Regions from separate parts of the Macaca mulatta genome. Here region 2 is linked to region 1. Evidence: chromatin contacts called from public Hi-C data. All regions are on one chromosome and are shown on one strand. Each heading gives the region's core, a stretch centred on a gene start, on an enhancer-like site or on the middle of the called end of the contact. The rest is flanking DNA. Distances are from core to core; before and after follow the strand shown.

The links. A called contact is a pair of places that touch in the nucleus more often than the background predicts.
Region 2: a Hi-C map of fetal cortical plate shows a contact between it and region 1, with 2.6 times the contacts expected there. The contact joins the promoter of LOC114676889 here to the promoter of GUSBA in region 1. A contact is called at or near these places in 2 of 14 Hi-C or Micro-C datasets (cortical neurons and fetal cortical plate).

What each region holds. Positions count from the first base shown.
Region 1 is chr3:59,092,590-59,098,280 of T2T-MMU8v2.0, forward strand. GUSBA (glucuronidase, beta, a) reads left to right here and starts at 2,425. Exons shown (of 11, transcript XR_003728022.2): 1 at 2,425-2,696; 2 at 4,222-4,407; 3 at 4,715-4,899; 4 at 5,085-5,227.
Region 2 is chr3:59,319,576-59,325,266 of T2T-MMU8v2.0, forward strand. It overlaps LOC114676889, which reads left to right and starts at 3,120. Exons shown (of 3, transcript XM_077998165.1): 1 at 3,120-3,150; 2 at 4,306-4,858. The coding sequence starts at 3,120.

The DNA.
Region 1 (5,691 bases), core at 1,175-3,674:
GCAGTGGCGCGATCTCGGCTCACTGCAAGCTCCGCCTCCCGGGTCCACGCCATTCTCCTGCCTCAGCCTCCCAAGTAGCTGGGACTACAGGCGCCCGCCACCTCGCCCGGCTAATTTTTTTTTTTGTATTTTTAGTAGAGACGGGGTTTCACTGTGGTCTCGATCTCCTGACCTTGTGATCCGCCCGCCTCGGCCTCCCAAAGTGCTGGGATTACAGGCGTGAGCCACCGCGCCCGGCCTTTCTTTTTTTTTGAGACGGAGTTTCACTCCTGTTGCCCAGGCTGGAGTACAATGGCATGATCTTGGCTCACTTCAACCTCCACCTCCCAGGTTCAGGCGATTTTCCTGCCTCAGCCTTTCCAAATAGTTGGGATTACAGATGCCCGCCACCACACCTGGCTAATTTGGTATTTTTAGTAGAGATGGGGTTTCTCCATGTTGGTCAGGCTGGTCTCGAACTCCCAACCTCAGGTGATCTGCCCGCTTCGGCCTCCCAAAGTGTTGGGAGTACAGGCGTGAGCCACCGTGTCCGGCCAAGGCACTTGATTTCTTAGGTCACTCACTTGGCCCTCTTCCAAGTTATACTTTCTTTCTTTCCTTCCTGTTCTAAAGTTTTTTAATAATTTTTTTTTTCTGAGATGGCATCTCACTCTGTAGCCCAGGCTGCAGAGCAGTGGCATGATCTCAGCTCACTGCAACCTCTGCCTCCCAGGTTCAAGCATTTCTCCTGCCTCAGTCTCCCGAATAGTTTGGACTACAGGTGCCCGCCACCCGGCTAATTTTTGTATTTTTAGTAGAGATGGGGTTTCTCCATGTTGGCCAGGTTGGTCTCAAACTCCTGACCTCAAGTAATCCTCCCGCCTTGACCTCCCAAAGTGCTGGGGTTACAGGTTTGAGCCACTGCACCTGGCCTGCTTTTTTTTTTTTTTTAGACTGAGTGTTGCTCTGTCGCCAGGCTGGAGTGCAGTGGTGTGATCTCGGCTGACTGCAACCTCTGCCTCCTGGGTTCAGTAGATTCTCCTGCCTCAGCCTCCTGAGTAGCTGGGACTACAGGCGCATGCCACCATGCCCAGCTAATTTTCAGTAGAGACAGGGTTTCACCATATTGGCCAGGCTGGTCTCAAACCCCTGACCTCGTGATTCTCCCACCTCTGCCTCCCAAAGTGCTGGGATTACAGGCTTGAGCCACAGCGCCCAGCGCTGGCCTGCTTTTTAATAAACTTTTACTACTGCTCTGCAACTGGCCTTCCTCTGGCTTTCTGCCTTATACCCTTCAGTGCAATTCTTTCTTCTGAGGAGGCGAGAATTGAGGTTGCTGCTGATGTGTAGGGACTCACCACCCGGAACTCCACCAGTAACAGGATGCTAGTTGAAAATGTTATGTAAGCTGCATGCTTTTTACAAATCGTAGTGGTTCTCATGTCCAGCAATGACCACTGAACCGTCCCTATATGAAAGTACCCTTCATAAACCTATGTCTCCTTTGCTGTCTCCAGATCTCCTCCTCTACCTCTCCCACACGGTGCCTTCCCTACTGGAGTAAAGTGGGGTCCCGCAGGGCACCCTTTCCCTGCAATTTTTTTTTTTTTTTTTTTTTTTTTTTTTTTTTTTTGGAGACAGAGTCTTGCTCCGTTGCCCAGGCTGGAGTGCAGTGGTGTGATCTTGGCTCACTGCAGCCTTTGCTTCCCGGGTTCAAGCGATTCTCCTACCTCGATTTTCCGAGTAGCTGGGATTACAGGTGCGCGTCATCACGCCCCGCTAATTTTTTTTTTTTTTCAATTTTTACAAAATAGGGACGGGGTTTCACTGTCTGTTGGCCAGGCTGGTCTCGAACTCCTGGCCCCAAGTGATCCGCCCCCCCCCCCCCCGCCCCCCACCTCGGGTTCCCAAAGTGCAGGGATTACTGCACCTGGCCTCTCTCCCTGCATCTTTATGTGCCTGCAACACCAAGAGGGAGCTCTTGGCCCCTGGGTTAAGGTCAGGGCTCCAGAATCCCAGGGTCAAGGCTATGGCCGCATCCCAAGGACGGGCATCCCTGCAAGAGGCTGCATCACACAGGCATGGAAGAAGCTCCCATGGGGCCAGCTCAAATTCCTGCTGGGGAAAGCAAGTGGAGGTGCTCCTTGACGAAACAGGGGGATCCCACCGATCTCAGGGGTTCTGTTCTGGCCTGCGACCCTGGATCGTCCAGCCTGGGCCGGGGTGGGGAGCAGACCTCGCCCTTCTTGGCTGGGGCTGAGGGTGAGGGTCCCGTTTCCCCAAAGGCCTAGCCTGGGGTTCCAGCCACAGGCCCCACTGGGCAGCTCCCGGCCCCGCCCCGCCCCTCCAGGCCTGGCACTCGTCCTGAACCAAGATGGCGCGGACGGCTTCAGGCGCGTCACGCCACCGGCGCGTCACGCGAGCCGCCCTACGGGCACCTCCCGCGCTTTTCTTAGCCCAGCAGACAGTGACGGAGAGGGGAGCGGGGGAGTAGGCGAGCGGAAAGCATGGCCCGGGGCTTGGCGGTGGCCTGGGCGGTGCTTGGGCCGCTGTTGTGGGGCTGCGCGCTGGCGCTGCAGGGCGGGATGCTGTACCCCCGGGAGAGCCCGTCGCGGGAGCGCAAGGAGCTGGACGGCCTTTGGAGCTTCCGCGCCGACTTCTCCGACAACCGACGCCGGGGCTTTGAGGAGCAGTGGTACCGGCGGCCTCTGCGGGAGGTGCGATCTCGGGGCAGGGCCGGGAGGCGTCTGGAAGCCCGGCGGTGGGAGTGGGGGATCCCGGGTCCCCGCAGGCTCCTTCCCCTGGGCTTCCCGGAGCTGGGAGCCCGCAGGAGGTTAAAGGTCAACGGGCTTAGGGGGCGCGGGGTTGGGGGACGGGGGAACTGGGGCACTCTGGAGGGCCGGGGTGGAGGAGGCAGGAGGAGGAGAAAAGACTCCTGCCGAACCCCTTCCTGAGGCGAAGGCTGAGCCTGTGCAGTATCCTTCCTTTTAATATTTATTTTTTATTTTAAAAAAAAATTTTTTGAGACTGGGTTTGCACCTGTCTCCCAGGCTGGAGGAGAGTGGCGCCATCCTAACTTCTGAGCTCACTCGATTCTCCCGTCCCGCAGTTTAGCTGGGGCCACCACGCCTGGCTAAAAAGCAAAACAAAACAAAAAATCTTACCCGGGCTCAGTGGCTCACACCTGTAATCCCAGCACTTTGGGAGGCGGAGGCGGGCGAATCACCTGAGGCCAGGAGTTTGAGACCAGGCTGGCCAACATAACATGGTGAAACTTCGTCTCTACTAAAAATATAAAAATTAACCAAGTGTGGTGGTTCACGCCTGTAATCCCTGGTACTTGGGAGGCTGAGTCAGGAGAATTGCTTGAACCCAAGAGGTAGAGGTTGCAGTGAGCTGAGATCATGCCACTGCACTCCAACCTGGGCAACACAATGAGACATTTTTTTTTTTTTTTTTAAAGATAAAGGGTCTCACTAGTTACCCAGGATGGTCTCGAACTCCTGGCCTGAAGCCATCTTCCCACGTTGACCTCCCAAAGTGCTGATTACAGGCATGAACCACCCACACACTCCCCTGGCACAGCAGCATGCACTGCACAGAGCTGGGCCCGGGGATTGGGAGGAGGGGACAGTTTAGACGTCCTGAGGTCAGCTTTCTGGTTTTTAAGGTTCAGATAGAGGACAGGACGTGACATCAGGCCAAGGACGCCACCCGTGTTCCCCTCCTGACTCGGATGTGGTCAGCAGAGAAGTGGAACCGGGTGAGGTCTGGGCCGCTTTTGCCTGGTCTACATCCTCTTTTTCTGACTTTGCATCATTCGGTACAGGAGGGAGAGAGGAGGGGGCTGGGTGCCAGTGTGGGCCCCACTCACAGTGTCCTAAGCAAAGCTCCCCCTATCCCCCCAACCAGCCTTCCTCCCTGTGACATGCAATGGGCCATCTGCCTTAGTCATGGGTCTGAACCTTCTTGCCTCTGGCTGGGATGTGGCCCTGGGCTCGCTCCTGTCTCAGGAGATATTGGGCCCCACCCATTCCAAGGAGGAACTCCTGGCTCCCCTGGCCCAGGTGCACTAACCGCCCTGGCAATTGACCTGTTATCAGCAAGTTATCTGTCTGTTCCGCCAAGAGTCCTCACAATGTGTCAGGGCTTTTGCACTAAGCCTGGGACACAGCTGTGCAGCACACTGGTCCCGGATCCCTTTGGGGGCCTAGGAGCTGAGCCCGGCCTTTCTCTCCACAGTCAGGCCCCACCCTGGACATGCCGGTTCCCTCCAGCTTCAACGACATCACCCAGGACTGGCGTCTGCGGCATTTTGTTGGCTGGGTGTGGTATGAACGGGAGGTGATCCTGCCGGAGCGATGGACCCAGGACCTGAGCACAAGAGTGGTGCTGAGGATTGGCAGTGCCCACGCCTATGCCATCGTGGTCAGTGCGGCCAGGAGCAGGCAGGGCGGGTGGGTGGGCACGGCTGCTGACCAGCATGGGACCCCCAGCTGCCACCCACAGCCTGTCTGCCGGGGTGGGATGGTGGGGGGCCCTGCCCTGCCTTGGGTGCTGTGCCCTGTGTAGGGGAATAGGTAGCCTGATCTACCCCATTGGGATGCCATTCTTCCCGTCTAGCGGGCAGGCCCCAGAGCCCCATACTGTTGGATATGTGAGGGAGTGCCCGACAGCTGGGCACCTCCTCATGCCCTGACCTGCCACACCCTGCCCATGTCTCCTGTGTCTGCAGTGGGTGAATGGGGTCGACACGCTAGAGCATAAGGGGGGCTACCTGCCCTTTGAAGCCGACATCAGCAACCTGGTCCAGGTGGGGCCCCTGTCCTCCCAGCTCCGCATCACTATCGCCATCAACAACACACTCACCCCCACCACCCTGCCACCAGGGACCATCCAATACCTGACCGACACCTCCAAGTGGGTACCATCCTGCTTCCATTGCACGCACCCACCTTCCCGCCCCACCCCGTGGTCTTCCTGCTAGAGACAGGGTGGCCTTTGCAGAGTGGAGGCCCTGGATCTGGGGAGGCTGGGAAGGCATGTGAGCTGAGGTCAAGGGACCCAGGGCAAGGGCCCAGCGAACCACAGTCCTCCCACCCTAGGTATCCCAAGGGTTACTTTGTCCAGAATACATACTTTGACTTCTTCAACTACGCGGGACTGCAGCGGTCTGTGCTTCTGTACACGACACCCACCGCCTACATCGATGACATCACCGTCACCACCAGCGTGGAGCACGACAGTGGTGAGGGCTTCTGGTAGGATCCTCCCTCAGCGGGGCCCAGGGTGGCTCTGTTTGTTCCCTGTTTGGAAAGCTCTCCCAGGAAAAAGGTGCTCCCAGCATCTCTAAACCCTCACAGGTTCCCATCCACCTACAAAGCTAAATTCCAGGCTGTCTGAGTGGGCACGGGCTCCCGAAATCACCCGTGTGGTTGACCTCCCTTGGAGAAGAGGGGTCTGGCCTAACGTCACACAGCTCAGGGTGGCAGTCGTGTCCCTTCGCCACTGTGCTGCTCTCACTCCAGCTCCCCTTGCTACAGGTCATGCTCAAGGAACAGGCAGCTTCAGGGGGCCGGGCACGATGGCTCACACCTGTCATCCAGCACTTTGCAAGAAGGCCCTGGTAGAAGGATCACTTGAGGCCAGTAGTTCAAGATCAGCCTGGGCAACGCAGCAAGGCCATCACCACAAAAAATTAAAAAATTAGCC
Region 2 (5,691 bases), core at 1,870-4,369, 230 kb after region 1:
CAGTTACCTGCATCCTGGGGGGCCAGATGCATCCTTAGCCCAGAGCAGGCGCCAAGATTTCTGGCTCTGGGTGTGACTTCAGTCTGGGGAAAAGCCCCAACCCCCACCAGGACCACCTGCCCCCCAGAGTACTTCAGATGCTAAGCCCAAGCAGGGGCAGGAAGCTGGACTGATGCCTGGGGTATCCCAACAAAGTCCCTGCTACCCCCAAGCTATGGGGCTAAAGGGGGATTACAGCCCAAACCCCACATGCTGGCTCTCAAACTAACACTGAGCCCTCAGTGCCCAAAGGGAGATTCAATCAGCACACTTTCCAGATGGGAAAATGACCTCAGAGAAGTGGAAGAGCCTTGCCCAATGCCCCAGACCAGGGCTCTAGCCCAGAGTGTTCTTTTGTCACTGTGTCCAGAGGGCAGCAGCTACTCTGATGTACCCACCTAAGCCTGGCAACTTTCTCCAACTTTGGAAGCCCAGGAGCATGGCCTGTGTCCACAGATGCACCTGGCATGAGGCGTACCCAGAGAGACAGAGGCAGATGAGTTTCGCTTTCTCCACTGGATTGTGACGGCCTCCAAGGAGACAAAGATCTGCTTATGAAGGCAGCGGACAGTGAGCAACTGGGGGTGGTTTAACTCTAGATGGATCTGCAGTGCCTGGATGGGATCTGTCTCAGACAGAGCTCAGTTCTGCAGGTCACTTCAGGCATGGAAAGGTCACAGCTACCAAGTGTAGGAGTCTGGATTCAAAGCCAACAGCATGACTCCAAAGTCCCTGCCCTAGCCCCTGGACCACCCACCTCTCAGAGTCACCCTTGCAAGCTCATCAGATGCTCAGGCCAGCAGCACAGCTGGCCAGGGCAAGGGAAACTTGGGGAACCTCAGAGGACCCCTAGGTATTCCAACCTAATCCTGGCACCACTGCCCCTCACCATCCTTCTTCCTGCGTTAACCTTACCCCCTACACAGAGCCTGGGCCACTTAACTTGGCATCAAACAGATGCCTCAATAAATCAGAGTCTGATCTTCTTGAAAAAAAAAAAAAAAGACTTAACAGATACACAGTTGCAAGTTAGAATACTAAAGAACATAAACATACAACAACTTAATGAACATATAAATTCAATATATAGCCAATCATTGTAACTATGACATAATAGAATATTAAAATACTATTTTCAACATGTATACAAGCTTAATGATCTATTTATATCCAAAATATGAATCATCAACATAATTTGCCACTAATATTCAGTCCCTTCACAGGACACATGATCCACTAGGAGTTAACAGATTAGCAGCTGACAGGCAGTGACACACAGCAAAAACGAAAATGAAGAGATGAAATAGCTTTGAAATAAAGAAGGTTTTAAAGCTAAGAGAAACCATTGAATTATTAAGTCATTAGCACTAATTTTGAGTCAACTAACTAATTAATGTGAGATGAAACAATGTCCTATGCTTTGGTAAATTCGAACGATGTTTAAACAATGTCTATAATGTGACTTTCAAAAAGCTCCTGGCTTTACAAAGGTGAGATTATAATGTAGTAATAATGCTAAAGCATGTCCCCCTGCAGATGAGCATGTTGTAACTTTCATCAGTCACACTGAGAGTCCAGAAGATGAAGGAAAAGGTCGTGGATTTCACTGAGAACTTACCAGAGTTGAACTCCCTCACTTTCTGTTGCCCAACATTGGCAGGTTCTGGAACTGGTGGCTGTGGTGGCTCGTTGGTCTTTGGTCTCTTAGAAGATGGAGAATCATCATCATCTTGAAAAAGAAAATGGTCATTACTGAAGGAATCATCTTAGGTTACAGCCACCTCCTAGTCAATTCCCAACATTCAAAAGGTAAGTGGCTTTAAAACTATTTTGAGTATTAATAATTATTCCTGTATTATGATCATTAGCATACCTTTTTCTAGTTGCATCTGAAATTTTATTTTTTTGGGATGTGCTCGAGTGAATACTGTTTTATCCTCTGTCTTGCTTCATTATTTTTTAGTTTGCTTCATTTGAATCATCATTACAAATCTCCCCTTGCCCTCAAATAACTCTGAAATTGCTGCCAAGAACTATATTCTATTTTAAGGCTTTTCAGAAAAAACTTTCAACAAAGACAGCCACCTAAAGTTATACAAATACAGAAGAAAGGGGATATAATAAAGCTTAGACTGGAAAAAATATTTAAGCTTATACAAAATTCAAGCATACATAAACAAGGGAAGCTGGATAATTGTATGTTCAAATACTTTTAATAAGTGCAAAACGTATATGCTTAAAGAAATAGGGCTGGCCGGGCGTGTTGGCTCATGCCTGTAATTCCAACACTTTGGGAGGCCAAGGCAGGCAGATCACTTGAGGTCAGGAATTCAAGACCATCCTGGCCAACATGGTGAATGAAACCCCATCTCTACTAAAAATACAAAAATTAGGCTGGGCGTGGTGGCTCACACCTGTAATTCCAGCACTTTGGGAAGCTGAGGTGGGCGGATCACCTGAGGTCGGGAGTTCAAGATCAGCCTGACTAACATGGAGAAACCCTCTCTCTATTAAAAATACAAAATTAGCCAGGTATGGTGGCACATGCATGTAATCCCAGCTACTCAGGAGACTGAGGCAGGAGAATCACTTGAACCCAGGAGACGGAGGTTGCAGTAAGCCGAGATGATGACATTGTACTCTAGCCTGGGCAACAAGAGCAAACTCTGTCTCAAAAACAAAAACAAAAACAAAAACAAAAAAATATTAGCCAGATGTGGTGGCGCCTGTAATCCCAGCTATCTGGGCAGCTGAGGCAGGAGAATCGCTTGAACCCAGGAGATGGTAGTTATGGTAAGCTGAGATCGTGCCACTTTACTCCAGCCCGGGTAACAGAACGAGACCCTGTCTCAAAAAAAATAGGGCTATATTATTTATGAAACAGATACTGTTGACTCAGTCACCAGAAAGCCAAGGTCGCCAACATTAGACAAATTCGCTGGAGGACCTATGTATGTGCTTTGAAAGACAAAACTGCTTTTGTAAAGAATACTGTATTTTAGAAAAACATAATCACATTAACAACTAATAACACTGTAAAATTAACTATCTAGAGACATAATCTCATTCTATTGCTCAGGATGGAGAGCAGTGGGATGATCAAAGCTCACTGTAGCCTTCAGCTCCTGGCCTCAAGTGATCCTCCTGCCTCAGCCTCTTAAGTAGTTTGGGCCACAGGTGGACACAGGTGCACCTGACTCTTTTTTGCTTGTTTTGTAGAAGCAGGGTTTCACTACATTGCCCAGGCTGGTCTCAAGCTCTGGAGTCTCGCTCTGTCGCCCAGACTGGGGTGCAGTGGTGCGATCTCGGCTCACTGCAACCTCCGCCTCCTGGGTTCAAGAGATTCTCCTGTCTTAGCCTCCCGAGTAGCTGGGACTACAGGCATGCGCCATCATGCCTGGCTAATTTTGTATTTTTAGTAGAGATAGGGTTTCTCCATGTTGGTCAGGCTGGTCTTGAACTAACCTCAGGTGATCCGCCCACCTCAGCTCCCCAAAATGCTTTGATTACAAGTGTGAGCCACCACACCAGGCCTAATTTTTGTATTTTTTGTAGAGACTGGGTTTCACCAAGTTGGCAAGGATGGTCTCGAACTCCTGACCTCAGGTGATCCACCCGCCTCAGCCTCCCAAAGTGTTGGGATTACAGGCGTGAGCCACCGCACTTTCTTATGTTATTAAATAGCCCAGGAGGGTGCGGTGGCTCAGGCCTGTAATCCCAACAACTTTAAAGGCCAAGGTGAAAACATGCTTGAACCCAGGAGTTAGAGACCGGCCTGGGCAACATAGCAAGACCCCCATCTCTACAAAACACACAAAAATTAGGCCAGGTGAGCACGGCGTCCGGCTAATTTTTGTATCTTTTGTAGAGATGGGGTTGTGTCATGCTGCCCAGGCCCGTCTTGAACTTCTAAGCCCAAGCTATTCTCCTGCCTTGGCCTCCCAAAGTGCTGGAATAACAGGGCCCAGGCAGCCTCATGTTTTCTTTAAGCAGTCCCTCCCGGTTGTACACTTGGATAGTTTTTCTTTTTTTTTTAAATACAGGGTTTACCTCATTCTCGCAGGCAGGAGTTCTGTGGTGGGATCATAGCTCACTGGAGCCTTGAACCTTGGTGTTCAAGTAGCTGGGAGGCTGAGGTTGGACTACAGAGATGGGGTTGCGCCATATTGCTAGGCTGCTCTTGGCCTGAAGGGATCCTCCCACCCCGGCCGCGCCCGGACATTCTTTTCTATTTTTGACCGACATAAATACTGCGCTGGGTGGGAGTTTATCAGCTACCCCTTTCCAGCCCGCAACACACAAGAACTGGCCGAGAGGTCGCCGTTACCAGGCTCCACTCTGAGAAGACTGCCCAGCTCCAGGCACTGCCCGTGACGTGGCAGAAGACCCGCCCCTGTGACGTCACCGAAGGCACCCCCCCCCCCCCCACCAAGAAGGCGCAAAGGCCCGCCCCTCACGCGGAGCCAATCGGAACTCGAGGTGGGAGTGCTGGGTCTTCCAGGAGCGCGCTTGCGCGCGAGGGTGACTACCGGCGGCCGGCTGGTATGTCATGTCCGCAGGCTTCAACCCAGCGGCCGCCACCCATAAGCTACCAGGAGGAGCTTTACCACCACCTGGACTACTATACCTGCCTGACTTCCCGGCCTGCGGGGTCCGCGCAGCAAAGACCTGACGCTACTGGAGCAGGCGCTGTGCACCTACCGGCTGGCGCCTGGTGGGTACCAGCGCAAGGTCGCCCAGAAGCTCCTCAATGGCCGGCGCAAGCGCCAGCCAGCACCAGCTGCAGCCCGGGCGGCGAACTCGCCTCAGCTGAGCCTGGGTACGTGCACCCCCCAACACTTCCCCCAGCCAGGTTTCGGGAACCTCGGGAGCGTCCCCCACTGCCCGGTGCCACTGGTGCTGGGCAGGGAGGGTTGGCCCCATCTGAGGCTGTCCTGTATTAGGGAGCTGCACCAGCTTGACCTCTGACTGCCGTTGCAATAGCATTAAAACCTTTGGAACTTTGTAGGTGGGTAGAAGGGGCTAGGAAACAAAGAAAACATCTTTTTAAAAATTTATATAAGAGATTGGCCGGGCGCAGTGGCTCACACCTATAATGCCAGCACTTTGTGAGGCCGAGGTGGGTGGATCACGAGGTCAGGAGTTGAAGACCAGCCTGGCCAGCGTGGTGAAACCCCGCCTCTACTAAAAATACAGAAATTAGCTGGGCCTGGTGGCGGGCGCCTGTAATCCCAGCTACTCGGGAGGCTGAGGCAGAGAATTGCTTGAACCCGGGAGGCGGAGGTTGTAGTGAGCCGAGATTGCGCCTTTGCACTCCAGCCTGGGCAACAAGAGCAAAACTCCGTCTCTAAATAAGTAAGTAAGTAAGGAGAGAGAGAGAGAGAGAGAGAGAGAACGAAAAGAAAAGAAAAGAAAAAAAGAAAGAAAGAAAGAAAAAAGCAAGTAAGTAAATAAATAAGATTTTCAAGGCCGGGCATGGTGGGTCACACCTAAATAAGCAAATAAATTGGACTTTCAAGGCCAGGCATAGGGGGTCATACCTATAATCCCAGCACTTTGGGAGGCCCAGGCAGAAGGATTGCTTGAGCCCAGGAGTTCGAGACTAGTCTGGGCAACAGGGCAAAATCCTGTCTCTACCAAAAGCACAAGATA